Linked DNA regions of Mus musculus: region 1 is linked to region 2. A link is a contact called in public HiChIP or PLAC-seq data. All regions are on one chromosome and are shown on one strand. Each heading gives the region's core, a stretch centred on a gene start, on an enhancer-like site or on the middle of the called end of the contact. The rest is flanking DNA. Distances are from core to core; before and after follow the strand shown.

What was found. HiChIP or PLAC-seq counts read pairs in DNA pulled down with a chosen protein or histone mark.
Region 1: an H3K4me3 HiChIP or PLAC-seq map of embryonic basal ganglia shows a contact between it and region 2, with 6 times the contacts expected there. The contact joins two enhancer-like sites. A contact is called at or near these places in 1 of 484 Hi-C or Micro-C datasets (cerebellum), 2 of 115 datasets of contacts at active chromatin or transcription factors (astrocytes and embryonic basal ganglia) and 2 of 9 other capture datasets (embryonic tail and embryonic trunk).

Annotation. Positions count from the first base shown.
Region 1 is chr9:91,526,975-91,533,108 of GRCm38.p6, reverse strand. The region is part of intron 1 of Gm29478 (a long non-coding RNA gene); the gene reads right to left. Among named protein-coding and RNA genes, the nearest start is that of Gm29478, 130 kb to the right of the region's middle. Within about 2 kb of position 3,453, at least 3 of the 459 cell types and tissues checked have an H3K27ac peak or open chromatin away from gene starts, as enhancers often do. A contact at or near this core is called in cerebellum and embryonic basal ganglia, where this site is marked.
Region 2 is chr9:90,689,885-90,695,759 of GRCm38.p6, reverse strand. The region is part of intron 1 of Gm30905 (a long non-coding RNA gene); the gene reads left to right. Among named protein-coding and RNA genes, the nearest start is that of Gm30905, 12 kb to the left of the region's middle. Within about 2 kb of position 2,624, at least 25 of the 459 cell types and tissues checked have an H3K27ac peak or open chromatin away from gene starts, as enhancers often do. A contact at or near this core is called in cerebellum and embryonic basal ganglia, where this site is marked.

The DNA of each region.
Region 1 (6,134 bases), core at 2,204-4,703, 840 kb before region 2:
CTGGGAAGACTGAGAAAGAGGGACAGAAAGATCATAAAAAGCCAGTGGATCTGTGAGGTTATGTTTCCTAGTAATGAAACTCCTAATAATGTTTCCTGATGCATGAGGTGTTACCTACATGACATGAGTTTGAACAAGTACACAGTTGAGCAAATACAACACCAGTAGATGTGCCACGCTGGATGAGGAAAAGCCAACAAGGCCTCAACTCTACACAAAGGACCACAGGATACTGAGAAAAGCTAAGATCAGGAAATGTCGTTATCCCCAAAGGAGGGCACACCACTTGGTTTTCCAGGACCAAAAGCATTGAGGTCAGCCCTAAATGTAGAGGTGCAAATAATATTACATAGACCAAGCAGATTATATTTGGGAATAAATATGTCTATATATGCATGTAACAACAAATAGTGTAAAAAAAAAACAAATAGTGTAATGAATTTGAAGGAGAGTGAAGAGGAGTGAGAAATTATATGGGAGAGTTTGGAGGGAGAAAATGTAAAAGTGAAATGCTGTAATTATATTAAAATATCAAAAAATGAAATAAGAACATAAAAGAAAAAACTATAAATAAAAATATAGGTGATGTGTTGTGGTTTTAATCTTTCAAATTACAATAGTTCTCTATATATGTTCATTTTTCTGTCTATTCTATTCTGCCAAGGTATAAAAGAGTACAAGAAAAATCATTATTCATTTAAATAAAGAATAATATACTTCTGGTCCATCGCTTAAAAATATGAAAATACAAAAAAAATCTTGCAGAAATAGAGTTTACAAACTATGGCCATGTGACTCAATCATGGACTATTAAATGTAAACTGTCCACCAAATAGCACCATGAGAATGGTCAGATGAAGATGGTGGACCTCCTCATAGTACATCCTATCTCAGCCAGCCAATGGGTGGATGAAAACTCCCCAAAAGTAGAATGCTGATGCATTTTATCAAAGTAGCAAAAAATGTGCATTTGGGAATACCAGTCAATACCATATCCCTTTTATTTTGTTATTTATAATTTATGCTTTATTATTTTAAGTTGCATTTTTTAAACCCACATGTAAATTAACTAGACCCAGAATCTATGCATCTAAATGAACTTCTATATAATTATAATAGCCATTCAGAAGCTGTGGGGCTTCATATCGGCTTTGAAGCTTTCTTTTATTTTATTATTTCATAGTACAAAAAACTCTGTATTGTGGCAACACCGACATATTCAATATGTGGTCTGGAGTGTCTTGGAGAAACTAACTCTCATGGCATTCTCTTCCTGCAAGCACCATGGGTCTATGATTCCTGTGTGACCTTAGACAGCAGAAGCAGTCCAAGCACATGCTCTGGAATGGCTGTGCCCACCACAAAGTAAGCAGAACTTGAGAAAGTTACGGCAGTAGCAAATTATCAACCTTCAAGGTTTAGTCTATTCTGTCAGCAAGCATTTTCAACTATGAAATGTAGTTCATCACAATAATGCTTTCAATAAAATTTCTGCAAAATTAGATGATAACAAGACCATGATATTTTAAATTGAATGAATTTGAAGATAGTTAAGAATTAGACTCCCGGTGGAATTCTTTATGTCACAAGCCATGAACACTACTGTTTAATGTACACTCATGCTCCATCTGTTTCCGTTTCCATTACTCGCATCCCCTAACCAGTTTCTCATGCACACTTTCCAGCTCCATGCTGTGTTTTCTATTTATTGAATACATTTCTCACTTCAACATTTTTCCACCTGAGCTGGCAGTTGTGGCTTTTATGGCTGTACACATGCAGGTCTCCTTAGATTATGAACTTCATATTTTTTCATTTGCCTCATGCTTCGGTTCTCCAGCTTAGTAGGCCCTAAAATGTGCAAATTGAGAAGTGGTTTGTAGCAGCCATTGCTATTCAAGGCCATTGGCTTGTCATCAATTAGATTAAAACATTGGTTTACAAAAAAATAATGTTTCTCTTTACTTCATAAAAAATAAAACACTGGCAAAAGGGAACCCAGCTGTGCTAAGAAGCGAATTACTTTATGTGGGTAAGCAAACATCTTCCGGTCAGGACTGCGATGTATTATTCAAGTGCACTTTACTACATCAGTTTTGAAGTAATGTGAATGTTATATGTTATTTCTAAGTAAAATAAGCAAGTGGAAGAGTCTAAAGAGTTGACTTATTTTTATTTCTTTTTCTTCTTCAAACATGCAAGTATCTAGCTGCATTGTTTTTTTTTAAATGCTATCTGCAGTTTTGTGATTATAAGTAAGCTGAGTGACAAAGTCTCATTTTTATAATTTCTCAAAATGTTATATGTAAAGAAACTTACAAAGAATCCCGGATTTCTGAACTTTATAACAGTTCAAACTACTCAAAATTTGATGTGGGCATTGATTTTAACAATAAGAGAACATAGGAAAAGGCATCAATATATTTTCTTCTATATAATCAATAACATAAAAAAGCATATATTTTAGGAAACCCAAAAACACTTGTACTAGAGTTTATTAACTAGTAAAGTTAGAAGCATTTTCATTTTCCTGCTATGTATCTATTGTACACGGCACTATGCAATGATATAATTATACAGTATGTACTATACATTGAGCATAACCTCCATATCTTTTAACCCTCTCTCTTCTTCCCTTCTACTAGTTCTTCCTGTTCTCCCTGACAGTTCCATTTCTATTTTAAACTCATATATAAATACACAATTGTAGGTATCTATACAAAATCTAAATTACATAAAAGAGAAAAACACATATGTATCTTTCTGATAATGGTTTGATATATTATATCTAATTATATCCACTTTCTTTCAAACAACATAACTTTATTCTTTATTCTTCTTTATAGAAGAAAAAAGTTTCATTATGTACATTTGCCATATTTTCTTTAGTGTTTTTTTTTTCTGGTTTGGGACACCTAGATTGGTTCCATAGTTTATGTATTATAAATAGAGCAACAAAAGACATCGGTGTGTACATATACAGTGTATAAGGTTCCGATTTGCCTAACTATAAAATTTTGTATCTTCAAATCAAAAGAAACAGTCTAGATGAGCTGGCTCATATCTTTAATTCCAGCACTCAGGAGGCTAAGGTGAGAGAATTTCTGAGAGTCTAAGACTAACCTAGAAGACAGAAAGAGTTCTATGCCATCTTGTACTGTAGAATGAGTCCTTGTCTCAAAAGATCATAAGAAATACAACTTATATTCAATTCCCACAGGCAAGTGAGTGCTTCTATTTTGATCTTCAAGATCATAGGCACTTCCTTTTAATCAATTGTTATCAGCCCAAGGACTTCGAAAACCTGCTCTTCTATAAAACATCTTTTTTAATGCAAATATCAGACAGAATGTTATCAAAAAGCGAGAAATGGCAGAGCCAGTTGCCTTAATACAAAAGTAGCATTTAAATTTCCTGCTGGCAGATGCATTTGCCAAGAAATGTCTAATGTAATAAATTTAGACAATTTAACCAGCATGGTAGATTTGTCCATTTTTACTGTCAAGCATCAACGCTGGCATTTAACCCAAGTGGAAAGAGACACATGACTAAATTTACAATGAAAGATTCCAAAATTATTAGAGGTTTTCAAATAAGATGGCTCACAGGCTAAATATACATCCATACATATGTAACACATAGTTGATGGACTCATTATTACCATGTGATAAAAAAGTCATCTTAGGCTTGTGGTCTTTGAAAGAGAAAATCCTAGTGTAGTTTCCTTTTGCTATTAAATACATTCTAGAAACTTAAATAATGCACAGAATATACAGGAATCAGCCAAATGCAGTCTAACCCTATCAAATACAGGTCAGCGCCACCATAGCTGCCAGTTGAAATTTCCCCTGGTGGAGCTGGTGAACATTCTGGACACATAGAAAGCCTAAAATTGAGGCAGAATTACTCTGGCATTGTATAAATAATCTAACTGTGACCTGTGAGGTTAAAACCTATAATTGAAGTGATACTTCAAAGCAATGACTACTTTTTCAATGCTATTTTGTGCATCCAGATAGGAAGATGACTTGTTCGGGTTTTGTCAGCCAGGACTAGTACTGCCAAAGTGGTATTTTCAACAGCTGCTGGTGCATTTGTGCTCTGACAAATTAGAAGCTAAATCAAAGCATTAAAGAACATCAAAGACTTAATTTAATGCAAAAACAAGTACTCCAACTGGATCTATTTTACAGTGAATTAATAATGCAGATTTGCACCGAATGTAAATGCTTTGTTTTTTTAAGGTTTGGAAGAAAAATTTTGCTTACAAAATATAAGATCTGCAATACTCACTGTGTAACTTCACAAAAGCAATGCAAAATAATTTGTTGTGCTGAGTAAATTCTAGAAATTTACGAAGTAATTGGCTCTTTAAATTTAAATGTGTATTTATTACCAAAAATTAAGTACACATTACCATGAACTTTGTGACAGGAGAGATAACAGTTGTACCAATGGGCTCAGCTATAGTGCTACTTAACAATTGCCCCAGATGCTGCAAGAGTTCTTTGTCGGTGCTTTTTATATAAGCAAAATAAATGTACGTGCACTGACTACTCAAGCTACACTGCTAACGCATACATATTTACCACATTGCCTAACTCTGTGCTTACCAGCAGTTCTTTACAAAGATGAAAAGACCTTTTAAGGCTATTAGTGGAAACGTAAAATGCAAATAAGAATAAAACTTTATTAATGCTGGTGTTACTATGAACAATAAAGACAAATGATTCTGAAATGGCTTTTTTAACTCCTTAGAAATGCACATAAATATAACCACCTGCATTAAACATAACGTGTTTACAGATAAAGTTGGGCCTGAGAAATTTTATGGAACCACATAGCAGAAATATTAGACTAGAGTCATCCTATTGGTTTCCATAATTTCTAAGTATTATTGTGGTACAGATTTTTCCTAGAAATATCACTAAGCATTACCATAACTTCAAAGTTTCAAAAACAAATGAAGCAAGTTTTTTTTAATTCTTTGTAGTGATAAGATCAGCATCAAATTCCTTTGAGAAACTGAAAACAAATTCTCATGAGAAGATTTGTATGTTAGCATATCTGGTTGTTGTAAAAATTAATATTTAATGCTTAATATTTGGTTATTTTTACAAGTATTTAATAGTATGATTAATTACATTTTTATGTTTGAAAACTCACATTGATCGCTAGATTAATATCTAGGCAAGTTTTTAGAAGTAGTTGGGGCTCACTCAGGTCTTTTCTTCCAGAGGAACTCAGACTCTGACAAACCATTCTGGAGAGAAATATATAAAGTAGCTGGGTTCTCCTATAAACAGAGTGCTCAGTTTCAAAATAGTCAGTTTGTATCTATTATATATTACAATAAAGCCCCTTCCTCATTAATTTTGCTGAAGTCTCCAGATGGGAAACAAAATATTAATTTTGTTCAGCCTTAGGCATTGTTGACTGTTAAGGTGCTCACTAAATCACTGACCTTATTCACATTAATATTAGATTTCTACTATAAAAATTTAGGACCCTTGGGTATAGGGTTCAGTTTGTCATAAGTATAATTAATTGTTTTTAAAAATGATTAATTTGTCAAAATGGCAAAAAAGAAAATATTGGGCAGATGAGGCTCTCAAGCAAGCTAGCCTACCTTAAAGTCATGGTAATACTCATGAAATTATGCAAATTAATTGACTCTTTCAATGTTGCATAAAATGCTGCTTCTAGTACAGTGCATGGAACATTAGGCTGTTCATCCAGCAAAAAAAAAAAAAAAAAAAAAAAAAAAAAGAGGAAGAAGAAAGTTTCATTTCAGAGGCTGGGGTCTTTATAAGCCAGGCCTTGTAAAGACCCAGCTACACTCTATTTTCTACAAAACAGTTGGCTTTCAACCGTTACACAAGGAACTTGTGCTGTTTATTACAATTTTCCTCAAGCAATTGTCAAGAAAGAAAAAAGCTATGTCTTGTGAGTTTTCCCTTCTTTTAACACAAAACAAAGGGAAGAAAGAAAAAAACCCACTGGAGATGCTTTCACCATTGAAACATGAGAAAGGAATGTGATATTTATTATAAAATTATTTAGCAACACAAGCTTTTACAAAGACACAATCATCTAAGCAAGACAGAAAATGATACTGTTATGGTTTTCAATGA
Region 2 (5,875 bases), core at 1,375-3,874:
TCTGTGTAGTGGTGGAGAAGTCTGAATTGAAAATGAAGCTTGATTACAGGAATCATGAGAAGATAGGAGAGAAAATCCTAAACATTTCATTTCATTAAAGGTTTTAAATGTTCAGCTGGGTTAGCAATACTTCCGGTCATTTCTATAAAGATGTAAAACCATTTCTGAAGGAATGAAAAAGGTCAAAAAAAGATTTCCTTAAAAACAGCCATAACCACCACAACTACCGCAAGCCTTTTTGCTGTGTGCTCCTTTCCCACAAAGGTAACCAAAAAGCCCAGAGATATGTGAGCAGAATCAGACCTAACTTTCTCAAAAATGCTTGTACTGTGATCTAAAGCTGGAGCCTGAGATGCAAAACCTAACTTAAAAAGCAAAGTACATTGGTATATTTACTTTGAATACACCTTGTCTTTGAAGTTCTTTTTTATTTTCTGATCCATTTTCTTTCTATTTCAATGTTTACACCTAAGGTGTATATTTAATAGTCTTACTATTAATGCTTTTAATGATGTTAACTTCATCGTTAACTTCTTTTCGGTGTTTAATTATGAGTCCTTTTTATGGTTAGGATGTTGTTTTACTTGCAAAGCATTTTACTTCTTTGTATATTAAACCAACTGAATTTCAACTTTTTATAACTGCATAGTAGAACTACTTAATTTCCTTCTGATTTTAATACTTTAAATTTTGAGGGAGAGGTGGTACTTATATATTAAAGCCACCACTGCTTACATCCTTACTAAATACATAACCATGATTCACAGGATTCTTTTGTCCTCTGCAAGAATTCAGCTAAAGTGGCAGAGGGCAAGTTAGCCTTAACTTCTGTGCTCATCCTGTGTTCTTTAAAACTGTCCAAATTGTATTAGAATTTGCTTATAATGATGTTCTATGATTTCCTTGTCGGGATACCTGCATTTGTGGAAAACTTAATATTGATTTCATATGTCTTTTGCCATCTTTGGACAGCCTGGTTAGCAATTACAGCTCCTGGTGGCATCTCTTTTGTCTTTTCATAATTGTCATTTCTTGTCCTCTGCTTAAGATTAAAATATGAAAATTGTACCACATGTGCATCAAGAGTGCATTAACCAAGTCGTCAGCAGTGTCTGCGATACACCATCATTTAGCCGCAGTTCTTGCCCTTACCTCTTCACTTTATTTACGAAATTTGCATGCTACAATATAAACTTGAATGAAAAATGCATTTGAAGGTGAGCCTCCCCGATATCCAGTCCTCGTCAGGATCATTACCATCTTCCTGAGAAACCACTGGGGTCTTTCGTGCATTTGCTTGTCTGTGCCAAATGCAGTCTGCCCTTCAGACTGGGATCTCGCAGAGGCAGGCAGAGCTGTGCCGTTAGTTTCTCTTACTTTAAAAAGCCTCCCAGTTTCTGAGAGTTCTCGCCAGGACTCTCATCTCAGTCTGCGTTTTGTAAAACAAATACGGTTTTGTACAAGTATTTAAAAAAAAATCATGGAGCAGATCGAAGTGAATTCTTCCTGACCACAGACGGTATCTAGCAGACACAAATTTCTTCAGAGCTTTGTGAAGAGCTGTAGCAAAATTCCAAACTAAACCTGTCCCATTTCAAGAGCAAATATGCCTATGTGGGGAGAAAGGTGGGGTGGGGTGTGACCCTCCCAGACCACTTACATTAAGAAACAAACCAAACAGAAGTTCAAAAGGTATTTACATTTAAGTGGCGGGGAAAGAAATTTTCAGCTAATTTGAGGATTGTGTTGTTTCTTGTACCACCCCCAACCAGTCAATTTATATAAAAACCTACAGTTATAATATCTGCTATATTTTAAGATTTTTACTTGACTGAACAGATTTTAAAATGCTTGCGAAGGTTTGTTTCCCCTTCGTTGTATGATGAAAAGAAATACCACATTTTAAAATTAAATTGAATAAGTGCTTGACTACTCCACCCCACACACAGGAATACAGACCTACTTGCCTATCAGCACACTAAATTCAGCTAGTTCCTCCTGCAAAACATTCATTTTAAGAATCCCTATTGTTTTATTTTAGTGCATTTGTTTGGAGACTTTTAAAAACTGACTATGAACAAGGAAACAATAAATGCATAGGCAATTTAGAGCACAGGCAGGCCTCCTTATGAGACCGTGTAGCGCATTTGTGGGTGTTGTTATTGTTGTTGTTGCAATCTAGCTAATAAAGGCTTTCTCTTGCACAAGAGAATTTTGACAGGGTTGACTCCAGACAGCTCTCCAGCTGAGGTCTGGGACCTTGCTGAACCTTCAGAATTTTCCCATTTGAGCTGCATCAAAGTGAAGGAAATTCAAGGATCACTAACGTCTCAGATGGTAGCACTTGCCCTAACAACGAAGGTTCAGGAATTCTTTGGAGCAGACTGAGGTCATTTTTCTCCCCTTTTCTCCTAATGCTTTTCTCTATTAATCAGAGCTCAGAGCTCAGATTGGTGTTCAACTTCCTCCCAATCCTTGCTAAGCCTGTCATTTCTGGCTATTATTTACTTTAATGGACTTTGGCTGATCCCTTATGAAGCTTTGGATCTGAGAATAATAAGGCTGGAGAGTAACGGGCATAGACATGGGTGTGGGTTTGCCTGCAGATTAACCGTGGCAGATGGGCTTTATTGCGGTTTCCTGTGTACTGAGTGTTGATTGAGAGGGTATAATGAGAGAGGTGGTGTCTACACAATAGTCACGGCCACTTCATTGCACTTTGCGTCTAAACAACCCCATTTTTCTAAATCTTTGGGTTGTGAAATTTTAGGAAGTCAGAGCACAGGGACAAGTACAAAAACAACTGTAAATAACCATGAATGTTAATCCAACACTAATTGGTCCTTTCTTTCAATATGAGTCCATTTTGCTCAGTTTTTAAAATTCTGGGTAAATTAATGGCAAAGAGAGTGAAACAAAAAGTTCTTGCACTTGGCTGAAATAGTGAGCAACACGTATACATGTATTTCTCTCTCTCTCTCTCTCTCTCTCTCTCTCTCTCTCTCTCTCTGTGTGTGTGTGTGTGTGTGTGTGTGTGTGTGTGTGTGTGCGCGTGTGTGTATATTTTTGTTTTGTTTTGTTTTTTATCTGTTTTGTTTTGGTCTTCATGTTTTTGTTAATCTGCTTGCTTTTATTAAACATATGCTGTATTTAACTTTAACATCAGACAATAGATGTTCAAGTTGTGGTGACTTCCATAAGCCTTTAGATAGGAATATCTTCAAAACTGATGCTAGCACAATTGCTTTATCCTATGCAGGGTAAGTCAGTGAATGTGGACCCTTTTATATTCCATGTGTTTAATTCAAGCGTCTGCTTGACTGTAACCTACCATGCGGTTAATACATTTTTGTTATAGGTACGATCTAACAGTCTTTTACACGTTGCTCATATTTAAGATTTTACTTAATTCCTCCCTTTCATTAGTGGATTAAATCACAATCATTGGTTCTTTTTTTTCTTTGGGGGCTTTTACCCATCTGTTTTAATGCTTTCATCCTGCACCTCTTGGTCTCAGAGGGGTGTTTGGAAAATGAACCGCCAAAACCTGGAGAAGACTCTAGGTCAAGTTTTCGTCCAAGACTTTAAATTTTTAGTGACAGTCCTCTCTCATGGCTGCCTGAAATTTTGCACACAGTGCTGCACAAGCGAGCACCACCAATTATTCGTTTCCTTTGAAAACCATTATCAAGTTTTTCAAAACTTCTTTCATTTCACTGTTGTCATTCAGTGAAAAGGAAACTAACCACCGTGTCAAGACAACTCAGCTGCCTAGCAACGCAGGGCCACATTTTAACTCTGACTTGCTTCTGGTCTTGACTAATAGAAAGTGACTATGTTAAGCCAGTCACAAACGTTGTTTGTCACTTCTGAAATCCAAACAAAACTATATTGTTTTCCAAAGTATTGGATGTGATTGATGTAAAGATTTACAGTAACATCATTCATTTTCTCTTGTGTTTCAGTAGGATTGATGTCATATCTTTTCATGCTTTATTAAATGCTTTAAAAGGCCTCAAAAAACATGACGCTTTTTGTCCATTAAGAAGTCTAAAAAGAAGGGCATTTTTTTTTCCTTTCCAGTGCACTAGGCTTCAACAACTTGTGAAGTTTAATGAATCTATTCAACTAGTGTCAGCCACATCAATAAGTAATTTAATAAGAAACTATCAGTCATAAAGGATAATTCAATTCAAACAATTACAGAGGAACAGACCAGACCAAGATCAACATTATGGGACAGAGAGAAGAAGAGTTAAGCTTTTAAATCATGAGTCTCCAGATTCATTTCAAAAATTCCCCACAGTTCTATGGTCATGGTTTTGAAAAGCTGTAGGTTGCTATTCTTGTAATTTTAATTATAAATCATATATGTTGTGGTGTTGTAGCATATTTAAGTCCCCCATACACATACAACATGGTTATTCAAAGTGAAGGACTGAACTGTTTAAAAGTAACTTACTTTGATAGAATTGGAGCCAATTAATGTAGTAGACAGGTATTGTATCACTAATTTAAAGTCCCCCCAAATTACTATCCTGGTAATTCTCTGTAAACATATGTGTAATCTATTCCTAGATACATTAAGATGTAACAATCTGCACAATTTGGCTAGACATAATTTGGAAAAGAATAGTGTTCGTCAAAACAAAGTATGACCCGGATATAAAATAAAAAATAACTGCAAGCTTTAATTGTTATCTTCTTATGATACATTTTTTTTTATTCACCAAATGGCCTATTTCTTGTAAATGGGTTTTTCTCTTTTTTTTTTCTTTTACTGGATATTTCCTTTATTTACATTTCAAATGTTATCCCCTCTCCAGTTCTCCCCTCTGGAAACCTCCTATCCCATCCCCACTTCCCCTGCCTCTATGAGGGTGCTCCCGCACCCACCCATGTTGTAATATTCTAAGCAGTAAAATAAAATGTTCATAAAATGTTCTGTAGCTTAAAGGGAAAAAATGCACAAAAATTAACCTGGAAAGAGTAAAATTGGCTTTCCTCTATATTCTGAAAAGAAATCCAGAGTAAAGTGGCGGTTTTTCATAAAACCTTGTTTGTATTCTAAGATCTAGTAATTAAGTAGGAAAATCAAATATCTAATTTAAGATGCTTTAGACATCACTGTATTGGGATGAATACACATACCCCATTATGATGAGTAATAACTGAAATTAAAGGTAAATAGTCTGATTCAAAACGAAAAGGACCTTATGCTTTTATGAAACTTAAACGTCTTCATTCCTAAGCGACATTTTATTCAATTGGCCTGTATTAACATTCAATAAGAGTCAAAGAGTATTAGTCTTAGTTGAAAAGGGAGAACAGCTTCACCTAAGAATATGTTTGAACGATGTTATTGCAGTTGCAAGCCAAGGTGCTCAAAAACACCTGGTTTGAGGCCTTCGGATCAGAACCGTCCTCCCGGTGCTCCGAACATAGGGAAAGTCAGTCACCTTCCTGGAGCCGCAGTTTCGCTAGCCATCAGTTTTGAATGATAACATACTCTTCATGGGCACTCGGGCAATGAGGCCAGCTGGCTCTGAGCAGGACTCGGCATTAAACATGAATAATGACAATCGCAAAACACTCCCTTAAAAGGCCAGATTCTGCAATTGGGGGTCCTGAAATCTCAGTGATATTGAGCAAATGGCTTGTATTTTCTGATTTCATCAAAGGAACACGCGTTATAGAATTACCTAAATCTTAAGATTGTTGTGCACAGCAAGTAAGACACTGCATATAAAGCATACAATCAGATATAAATATCTCTGATCATGTTAACTGCTTAATCGATACATTAATTGGTCATGCTAACATATTAGCATGTCTACATTAATATTCGCTTTCTTCGGGTATATATTCTTGTAAA